Linked DNA regions of Mus musculus: region 2 is linked to region 1. Evidence: chromatin contacts called from public HiCAR-type data. All regions are on one chromosome and are shown on one strand. The core of a region is the stretch at or near the end of the contact, and the rest is flanking DNA. Distances in the headings are between cores, read along the strand shown. Region 1 holds the start of Dync1h1 (dynein cytoplasmic 1 heavy chain 1). Region 2 overlaps Tecpr2 (tectonin beta-propeller repeat containing 2).

Region 1 (5,457 bases), core at 2,161-4,660:
GCTTTTCATTTGGAAGAAAACGATCAATCTCCCTCAGACTGGGAATTTCAGAAAGGAGATAGGTGGAAAGCTGTCACTCACTTGCTGACGATGCTGCACTATCAAAAGAAGCTGCTAAGTCACCGCTTCATTTTATACTATGAGGAGTTCTGTACTTTAACGCAAAGTTTCTAAGTAGCTGGGGTAGCTTTAAAAAAAGAACTTATTTTTTAAAAAATGCTTCTAGGGGCTGGTGAGATGGCTCAGTGGGTAAGAGCACCCAACTGCTCTTCCGAAGGTCCAGAGTTCAAATCCCAGCAACCACATGGTGGCTCACAACCATCTGTAACGAGATCTGACTCCTTCTTCTGGAGTGTCTGAAGACAGCTACAGTGTACTTACATATAATAAATAAATAAATCTTTTTTTTTTTTTAAATGCTTCTATATATTTGGTACAAGTGTTTAGAAATGTCTTTAAAGTAGAGCAGTGAAGAGAGGCTGGAGACACAGCTTGGCTGGTGAGGTGCTTGCCTGACCTGTGGAATCCTTCATGACTTTCCCAGCACCACAGTAAAACACTGACCGTGGCAGTGAATGCCCTTAGCACTTGGGAGGCAGAGGCAGGAAGATCAGAAGTTCAAGGCCATCCCTGGCTACATACAAGTTTGAGTTCACCTTAGGCTACCCTAGAATTTGTTTTTTAACAAAAAGAGAGAAAAGGGAGGGATGGCTAAGATTAACAACGAATTTCTCAGTTCAGGAAATCGGTATATACTAATCACAGTTGGTGGTGTTTATTCCCCTCTCACTGCAATCTACTATTGCCTGTATATTGTCAGAAGCCAATTCGAACTCCTAAGAACTACCTAAACAAAGCCCTCCTGCCAAGGACCCAGAGACTGTATGGGCCTAGTGCAAAGTTCAGCGTTAGACTGTGTGCTTAGAAACCCCCAGGAGAAAGAGATTATTAGATAAACTGTGAGTTGAGGTCAGCCTGGTCTACAACACTTCAGGCCATCATTAGCTACACTGAGAGACTTCTCAAACAAGCAAACAACCAACAACAACAAAAGGGCGTGCATGTGCAACATCCGGGACTCAATCTCCAGCACAGAAGACACACAAGCTAACTCAGAGGAGACCTTAAGGCATCAACTTGGATTTAAAAGGATGAGATGGGGGGGGGGGTTGCTGTGGGGAGACTGGGAAGAAATGTAAATAAATAAAATAATCAATAAAAAAAAATCTTTCCCTTTGCTTCTGTAAGTGAACAAGAAATTAATGATATGCTAAATCACTAGGAATGCAAACAGGATTTTTATAAACACAGAAGAGTTATTTCAGTCTCAGACAGTCAAATTCCTTAGTCAACTTTCAAAAGTGCAAGTCATTATGGAACCTTGCTGGGATGCTGGATCATCCCTTGCTGAATAGACACTTGTTCCATTCCACCCTTGATACAAGACGGACAGATATGAGGAGAACAAATTACTAATGACAGAGCAAAGAGAAAAACTTGGGGATTTTTTTTCGTAAAGAGAAATCATGACTCATGGTTTTTGTGTTTTTATATTGAAATCACTAATTTCAATACACAAACTGTGCAACAAAGAATATAAAAGAATTAGCTAGGGCCAAACTACTCAAAATCGTTAAAAACATAGGTTAAAAATGTATTTTAATAAAATGTATTTTCACATACCCCGCAAAAGAGCAAGTAGGGATCAAAGGGCTCACAGGGCCCTGCTGGGGCAGGGTTCCAGATGACTTTCATTTCAGATATGTTTCAAATTTTCTACAGTTACATGGTCTTTTGGACAAAAATAGATTTCCACGCAGGAATAAATACAAACTCCAATGTAAAGGAAACCATCTTCAGTCACACTAACACTAGCCAGGCACTAATAGCATCCTAATGCTTTAGACATTGTGTGTAGATTGAAGAAAAATATTCTGCTATCTTCTAACTGCAGGCCCAAACCAAGGCTGTGTGAACATTTTGTAATTAAGAATAGCCTTAAAGCGATACAAACTATCGAAAGGACAGCCACTCTGGTTTTCTAACGGAACCACACAGCCTTTGGAACTCTAGGGAACTTGCTAGCAAATATTCTCAGTCCATCTTCAATCCCTAAGGGCTATTTTACTTTTAAACAGCACATCTGGGTTCCTAGGGAAATGCCACACCCATTCGCCAGCATGTCATACAAGTTCCCCAGATGCTACAAAGTGGTTTTAAAGCCTCAAGAAGGAAGGAGTCCTGCAAGCAAGCCCCCTATTCCAGATCAATCTAGGGATGTTGTGAGAGTCTCTGCTGGAGGACACAACGGGAACATGTCAGCTTCTTTGCCTCCTTCCCCAACTAGGTAAGCAACAGTTCTTAAGTCTTTGAAATCAGACTTAAATGTCACAGAGCTGTCATTAGGGTCATCTAAGCAACAATTTCAAGCCATGATCAGCAAAACAAGCAATTTGGACTGGAAACTGATATGCTGAGTCTAATCTCAAGGTCCTGTATTTTAGCTGGTGACCTTGGACCAGCCACGGGACTCAGTTTCCTGGTTTGTAAAACTGGGAGATACACCCACTCAACAATGATGCTGCGAGGCCAATGGAGGCCTACGCGTAGGCAGCCGCAGACAGCAGAGATGCTGGGTGACCAGGGCCTGCCCACTCCGGCTCCCGCCAACCCACCGGTCCCCGAGCCCACCCAAGGGCCAGCACCTAGGCTGTCCTAGACACACTCTTCCCAAAGCGAGCTAAGCTTGGATACGAATCGAAACCAAAAAAGCTCATGTGACTCTGGAGGCAGGGATGCGGCCCTGTGCCCAGCCGGGACCGGGAGACGCTGTCTCCACCCAACTCGGCCATCTTGAGAAGCCGCGGAGACAAAGCGACCCCACTGTGCGGGCGCTGGCGGTCCGGGCACCCTAGCTGCTCCACGCGACCGGGGAGGGGGCGCCGCGCACCTTTGAGGGTGGAGCGCTCCACCAGGACCGTGTGGACCTGCGGGTCTGACAGGAACTTGCGCATCTGCTCCAGGGCGCTCTTCTCCTCCAGCGCCGCCTCCAGCGCAGCCGGCGCGTCGCCGCCGTCCTCCAGCAGCAGCGGCACCAGCTTACGCAGGTGCTTCTGCAGCACCGCCACGTCCGCCACATTCTGCACCGCCGACACCTCCAGGCCGGCCGAGCCGTCCTCGCCGCCGCCCGGCTCCGACATGGCGGATCCACGGAAGGGAGAGAGATAGAAAGAGAGAGAGCGAGAGCCGAGAGGAGCGGCCTCCGGCACGAGAGAGCAGTGAGCGAGGGGAACCGGCGACAGGAGACGCTCTGCCCGCTAACCCGCGGCCGACTGCGGACAGCGGAGCCGGCTCCGCCCTAAAGGCCGCCGCTCCCGCCGGCCCCGCCCCGCCCGCTGGCTGCAGCCACCGGCGCCCGCTCGCGGTCGGCGTCGCGACGTTACGCATGCGACTGGAGGCGGGGCTATGTGCGGCGCCGCGTGGCCTTTTGGGACTTGTAGTCGGAGGGCAGGGCGGGACCCATTACTCTGCGCAAAAGTGGTCCAGGAACCGCGTCTGTCTTCATTGCCAGGTGGCAGAGAATATCACAGAGCCAGCCCCTCAGGCTTCATAAATAGTGTTTTAAGGATGCATTGACGAGAATTGACATTTAGTGAGAGTTCATCCTCTGCCCGACATTGCTATTAATAACCTGAGTTCTCCCGTTGAATGAATGGAGTCTGGAGTCCCAACTGCCCAGTCGTTATTAGATACACATTGGGAAGATGAGGACGTTTTTTCAGAGGAGATGAGGGGCATGCCCACAATGACTTCGCTAAACTGGATAGGGAGAGAGTGGAAGGGAGATGATTTTAGCTGAGGAACTGGCGTCTGAGGAAGGGAAGGTTAGGTATGGGTGGAGCAGCAACTGCAGTGCAGTCTAACGGTAGGCTAAAAGAAACCTGGATAGTAGGAACATCAAGCTACGATGGGACCTGGCTTCTGAACACAGTGTCATTTACCAAGCGAGGGTGATGTAAGAGAAGGACGCATGAGTGAATCCACTGACAACGGTAAGCTCCCCATACCTGCAGCACCCACCGCTCTGTGGGTTCGGGAATCTGGATCGGCAGGAGGCAGGGGCTCAGATTGCTCCTAAGTTTCCCTGCATCTGACCCATCACCCCTCCTCCCATACACGGAGGACAAGAAGGGCAGAATCTCTTTGCTTACTTTCTTAGGGTTAGTAACTGGCCTTTGAAAGTTCAGGTCATAACTTGCCTGTTCAATTGGGTAGAGGGAACTAAGCCAAAATGATCTTTAAAAATATAATAATGCCGAGTTAGAAAGCTGAGTCCTGATTGGTGGGATGATGGTGGTATGACTTGATTCTCCCAAATCATCTTTGGAATACGGGAAGCCCTACAATATGCTTATTCCTTGCACAATTGTCCTGTGCCAGGTCCCAGAGGCTGCTGATGGAGGCCCGAAGATTCTTCTAGAAGCCAGACAGAGAGAGAGACAGAGAGACAGAGAGAGAGAAAACAGATAAATATCCCCATTCTCCCTCCATCAGCCCACCCTGGTGTAATGTGTCATAAATAATCTTGCAGAGGTGAGAGGACAGACCCAAAGCTACTGTGGTGAATTGCTACTGTGGAATTGCTGGCGTACTGGCAGTGATCAATACTGAATGTCCACCTGACACTAGGTGCTGTGTTAGTGTTTCCCTCTGCCTATCCTGCAGAGATAGGAACAAGGACAAAAGACCGGAGATTCTGAAACCTGCAGGGACTTAGTGGGTGTGGGGCTGATTGCACACTGGCTGCACTGTGAGTCAGCACCTGGGAAATGCAGTCATTCAGTTATCCGAGGACTCACTCATCTGCAACCTGGCTCCACGCCAGGGGACAGATAGCAGGCTCAGACTTTGGATTATTATCATTCCAAAGAAGACAGAAATGATTTGTTTACAAGGATTTACAAGTGGATCAAACCTGTGTGCTTTTTCAATAAACATTCTGTTTTTGTTTTTTAATATAGTAAGAACAGACCTGCTGCACACAGGCTGCTGAGATTTCTAAGGGCACCATCCTAGAGGCTGGCCAGGCTGAGACAGGGCTAACGAGGAAGCTGAGCTTGGCTGAAGATGCCCTTCTGCTTCGTGGCATAGGACGCAGCCAATCTTGGGTGGGGACCCGGCCTTTCTAGTCTCCTGTCTGTGAAAGCATCTGCTTTCAAGTGTTGAGAGGAGCTGGGAAGAGCATTTCTTTCCTGATGAGGGATGCTGGTGGCGGCTAGAGTACATACAACTTTGTCATAAATTTGTGATACACTGTGTAGAGGTCTTGCGCATTCCCAACATCTCTTTAAAATACCATATGACGTGCTGTTGAGATACCGTGTCAGGCTCATTCTCTGTATTCTGCCCCCTCTCTCAAGCCCTAGAGAGCACACAATCTCTCAGTGGGACCACTGT
Region 2 (5,457 bases), core at 1,604-4,103, 300 kb before region 1:
CTTCCCCTTCATTGGACTCTCCTAGCAGGGCTTCAACTGATGGGAGTAGGTGGTCTCTCCTAAGCATTTATGAGCCACGACTTTTATAAGACCATTAGTCCCCTAGTGGCTGATGTGGCCACTAACCTGCTGGGTAGAGATATCTTAGAATCTTATGAATCTTAGAATTAAATGTGGTCCTTGCTAGTGGAGAAGAGGAGAATGCTTCCAAATAGAAAATTACCAAAAATATCAAGATCAAAAGAACCCCCAATTGTAAGGGCCGCAGTTGAATAACTTACTCCCTGCCTAGAATGGCTCACAGAAGAGCCTGTCTGGGTGGAACAATGGCCATTAAACAGGGAGAAATTAACAATTTTTAAAAAAAGATTTATTTATTTATTATATGTAAGTACACTGTAGCTGTCTTCAGACACTCCAGAAGAGGGAGTCAGATCTCATTACGGATGGTTGTGAGCCACCATGTGGTTGCTGGGATTTGAACTCCGGACCTTCGGAAGAGCAGTCGGGTGCTCTTACCCACTGAGCCATCTCACCAGCCCTAACAGTTTTTAAATTAGTTAAGCACCAGTTAGACATGGAGCACATTTGTCTCTCTAGAAGCCCCTGGAATACCCTGGCTTTTGTAATAAAAGAGAAGACCAGGACCTGGAGGCGTCTTTCTTTCCTTTGCCTCTATTATACCTATAAATGCCCTGCTATTAACTTCAGACATTAGAGATCGCTTCTTCTCAATACCACTCCATGAATAAGAATGCAAAAACTTTGCCTTCTCAGTTCCTAAAGTCAATAGTTCAGGACCAGCTGACAGGGTTGAGTGGAGGGCACTCCCTCAAGTCATAGCTAACAGTCCCACCATTTGCCAGGAACCTGTAACTCACACACTAAAACTCTTTATTACATCAGGTCTCTGTATATATCACATGGATGACCTATTAATATGGCAAGATAAAAAGCAAGATCAAAAATTAACCCTAGAAAATTTTAAACAACAGGCCCAAAGAGCTCTAACAGAATGATAAGATAAGATCCAACTCATCCTCCCATCACATTCCTAGGGACAGAAATCACACTAACCTTAGTCCAGCCAGCTAAATCTGTCATTGACTTCCCCAATCTACTAACTCTAAATACCCTTCAAAGCTTTTTAGGCAATATTAATTGGCTTAGACCTCGGCTCCCCATACCAACCAGCCAATTATAGCCTTTATTTGATTTGCTTAAGGGTCACAAAGACCTCTTCTCTCTTCGCTCTCTGACAGCAGCAGCCAAGGAGACCCTTTGGTCTATTAAGCCAATCCAGATCCTTATATTCAATTCTTTCCTCAAAGTAGTTGGAGCCTTATATCAACCTTAGGGGATTCTAGAAAGGCTCCATGCACCAATAGGGGGAGCACCTCCACTACTAACTGAGGTCAGCCCTTTATTTACCATGATAAGGACAGGAAGAGAGTGCACCTTATAAATTATAAGTAAATAATCTAATGTAATTATTTTACCTTTTGCTCTCGCAGACATCCAGTGGCTCCTGAGAAACCATGCCTCTTTTGCTAATAATCTCATTGGCTTCCCAGGACAGACAGACAACCACTACCCCAAGGATAAACTGCTGACAACGATACCACTCTTTAGATGGCTCCCTCCTTGACTATTCTCTTGAGACCCATATTTTTCCCTCACAGATAAATCTACCCAATTTAAAGAACCGTATGCCACCTTCCTGATCCTAACATACCTAAAAGGACTATTAATCTGTATTCAGACAGCACTTATGCCATCAACCTACTTCTTAGCTAGCGCCATCCTATATCAGATTTGGTGGTAACCCTCTTTCCCTACTTTTTCAACAATACTTCACTTCAAACTAGAACACATCCCAAGATTATCAGCCACATACGGTCATGGTCATCCCTCCCCACATCAGACCAGAACAGTCCCAGAACAAGAGCTGCTTGCAGCACAGACCTCCAACAAAGCAATCCATCCATGGACACAGCACATGGTCTCTCCATTACCCAAGCGACATAGCAAATGATTCCCTTCCTTCTGTCACATTCTCTTTTCTGGTATAAAAGCAGTCCTTTCTCAGTCTGGCCTGGGAGACATCTTCTGCTTATTTTATTTTGCATTATTTATTTATTTGGGATGTGTGTGCACACACACTGTACACGCTATGTGCAGGTCAGAGGACAGATAACTTGCAGGAGCAAGATCTCTCCTTCCACTATGTGGAACCTCCAGAAAGAACTCAGGTTGGCAGCCTTAGTCATCAAACAGACTTGCCATTTCATTTTGTCTTGTCTAGAGACAGGGTTTCTCTGTGTAGCTCTGGCTGTCCTGGAACTCAATCTGTAGACCAGGCTGTCCTCAAACACACAGAGATTTACCTGCCTCTGTCTCTTGAATGTTGGGATTAAAGGCCTGCGCTATCACTGCCCAGCTCACTGTTTCTTTAAGATGACTCTGGCCATCTCCTGTTTCCCTCATTCCTAACTTCCTGCACCACATATTGCTGTCCTCTGGCTAGCAACAAAACCTCCTGAAACAGAAATCTAGTAATCAAAAGTGTTAAGCCTGGTGAGAATGTTCAAATTGGTAATCCCAGTACTCCAGAGGCTGAGCCAAGACAGCCATGAAAGCAAAGCTAGCCTGAACAACAGAGTGAGACCTTGTCTCAAAACGAAACAAAATTGTTAAGGACGATTCTATTTAAAAGGTACCTGGACTGGTTTTCTGGACCCACACCAAAGCATTAGGCTGGCACCACCCATCTTCTCAGGCACCTTGGCAGGCTGCTTTTCCTTTATACACAGACAAAACCACATCAGGAGAAAGTGCTCTTTGTGAGCTGGCTCTTGGCAACCGTGAAGCTGGACAAAGCTTTCATTATAAGCTTCTTGTGATGAGCCAAAGCTCAACAAACTTCAGCAGTAAATGCAAACTATTCTGAAATGGTTAAGAAGGCCAAATAAGATAAGAATCACTTCTTTTTTTTTTTTCGAAACAGGGTTTCTCTGTGTAGCCCTGGCTGTCCTGGAACTCACTTTGTAGACCAGGCTGGCCTTGAACTCAGAAATCTACCTGCTTCTGCCTCCCAAGTGCTGGGATTAAAGGCGTGCGACACCACCGCCCGGCCTTTAAAAACTTTCTTAACTCTCCACTGCAAAATGGAAGAAGGTATGATGCCTGGGCAGAAGGAGGGAACACAGGCATAGACAGAACTGAGTAAAGCAACGACTCAGGAAGATGGACACCTAGGCTGCCAGGATTAGCATTAGCTGTCAAGTGACAGGAAATAATCCTCATACCTTGCCAGGGGCTAACTCTTACAAGACAGGCAAGTGCTTTGGAGCACCCAGTCACCCCATACCCTAATATCTAAAGTGTTGACAAAACCACCACGTGCAGTGAAGCAGGATCCTGCTTCATTTCCCATCTATGTTCTTACCAATTGTTGCAGCCCATGTATTGGAAAATATCATGTAGCATAGCTTGGCCAGCCCCAACCCCAGCCTAGTCCAAAAGCCAACATGATGTCCAACAGGTTTTAGAGTAGTTCAGGCTTGGGATTTTTAGATTGAGGACACTCAAACAGTAAAATCCATGCAAATAGTCCAAAATCCAAAAACCCAAAAACTGGAACCAATTCTGGTCTCAAACATTCCACACACGTGATCATCAGCCTATATAGCTCTACAACTACTCTAGCGCCCAAATACACTATAGTTGTCTCCCCTCTCAGTCCTGTGCAAGTTATCTGTGTATCTGTCCCTGTTTGTGCTAATGTCACATAACTTCATAACTGAAGCTTTATAAGTTTGTTTCCCAGGAGGTCACTGTCTCCTAGGTGGCTCTTTTGCACTTATACACTATTTTAGTCATTATAATTTCATCTACATTTTAAAATCAATTAGTTAATTTCCATGAAAAACAAATGTGGGGTTGGGCAGTGGTGGTGCACGCCTTTACTCCCAGCACTTGGGAGGTGAGGAGGGCAGATCCCTGAGTTTGAAGCCAGCCTGGTCTACAGAGTGAGTTCTAGGACAGTCACAGCTACACAGAGAGACCCTGTCTGGAAAAACCAAATGTGGGGAGGGAGATGAGGGCTGGGTATGTAGCTCAGTAGGCACAGTGCTAGCGAGGTACACATGAAGGCCTGTGTTTGATCCCCAGCACCATAGAAGCCAAGACCAGAGGCTGCCTGTGGTCCCAGCACTTGGGAGATCCAGGAAGAAGGAGCACAGTAAAAAGATATCCTTGGCTAAACAGAGAGTCCACAGAAGACCCTCTCTGAAAAAGGGAAAAATACATCTCACATGTGCACTCATACACAAACTTAGAATTAAACTGAACTGCGGGAATGGAGAGATGGTTCAGAGGTTAAGAGTACTGGCTGCTCTTCCACGAAACTGGGTTCCCACAAGACAGCTCACAACCATCTGTAACTCCATTCCTAGGGAATCCATTAGGAGAATGAACCAAGACAGATAACTTAGGCTGGCCTGGAGCTTGCCCACAGTGGCTTTAAACGCATATCATCTTCCTGTCTCTGACTCCTAAGTATGGCAATTATAGGCAAGAGCTGCCATTTTCAACTAATATGTATTTCTTACTATCAAAAATATTTTAAAATTAAATTCCTAGCCATCGATGAATGGAAGCAATCATGGTAAGGACACACGGGGCCTCCATGTTGCAGTGCTACTAACATATCAATGATCAGACACCACAGGAAGGGGCTAACACAGACCCTGGCGCTACACCCACAGGAAAGGAAAGGGGAGACATGAGACAAGCACACTGTTAGCTGCAAGGAGACACAAATTTCTGCACCATTTTAGAAACTACCAGATTAAAGTTAATGAAACATTCATCACTCTAATGCACCCTGACTCTTCCAACTGAAAATTAGGATGGACACGTACAGGCTCAGGGCCTTTCCATTCCTCCTAAAATGGGCTACCATAAGAAATGACTCAGAAAGTATTTTACCCATGAAACTATCTCTCCAGCCTTATTTTCTTACTGTTAACTTACTTACATATTATATTTTAATTGAATTTTTGACTAATGCTATATTTATTTCACCCTTTCTGTTTGTTCACCTTTTTGTTTGGTATGTGGTATGTGTTGTGTTGTGTGTGGTGTATGTACCTGTTAGTGTAGATGTGTGCATATGGGTATGCATGTGTGTGTGTGTGTGTGTGTGTGTGTGTGTGCATATCCCATAGTACCCAAGGACCACTGTGGAGACTAGCTATCTCCTTCCACTATTCTACTATTCCGCCAGCTCACCATCTTTGTTTTCAGAGGAGTTTCTCACTAAAACTGAACCTCATCATTTTGGCTAGTTGCTGTCCAAGGAGCTTCAGGGATCTCTCTCTCTCTCTCTCTCTCTCACACACACACACACACACACACACACACACACACACACTCTGAGGTAACAGACACATG

What was found. HiCAR-type assays count read pairs that join an accessible place to other places.
Region 2: a contact with region 1 is called in a HiCAR-type map of astrocytes, with 2.1 times the contacts expected there. The contact joins the enhancer-like site here to the promoter of Dync1h1 in region 1. A contact is called at or near these places in 7 of 39 promoter capture datasets (the C10 cell line, the HPC-7 cell line, cranial neural crest and 3 more), 1 of 15 datasets of contacts at CTCF or cohesin (the NIH/3T3 cell line), 4 of 484 Hi-C or Micro-C datasets (CD4 T cells, CD8 T cells, the HPC-7 cell line and 1 more), 12 of 115 datasets of contacts at active chromatin or transcription factors (the 230-238 cell line, the SCID.adh cell line, astrocytes and 7 more) and 3 of 9 other capture datasets (adipose tissue, liver and pancreatic islet).

Annotation. Positions count from the first base shown.
Region 1 is chr12:110,599,348-110,604,804 of GRCm38.p6, reverse strand. It overlaps Dync1h1 (dynein cytoplasmic 1 heavy chain 1), which reads right to left and starts at 3,410. Exons shown (of 77, transcript NM_030238.2): 1 at 2,951-3,410. The coding sequence starts at 3,200. It overlaps Gm35558 (a long non-coding RNA gene), which reads left to right. Exons shown (of 2, transcript XR_381950.4): 1 at 1-4,052; 2 at 4,441-5,457.
Region 2 is chr12:110,899,662-110,905,118 of GRCm38.p6, reverse strand. All of the region lies in intron 2 of Tecpr2 (tectonin beta-propeller repeat containing 2), which reads right to left. Among named protein-coding and RNA genes, the nearest start is that of Tecpr2, 13 kb to the right of the region's middle. Within about 2 kb of position 2,853, at least 37 of the 459 cell types and tissues checked have an H3K27ac peak or open chromatin away from gene starts, as enhancers often do. A contact at or near this core is called in the SCID.adh cell line and astrocytes, where this site is marked.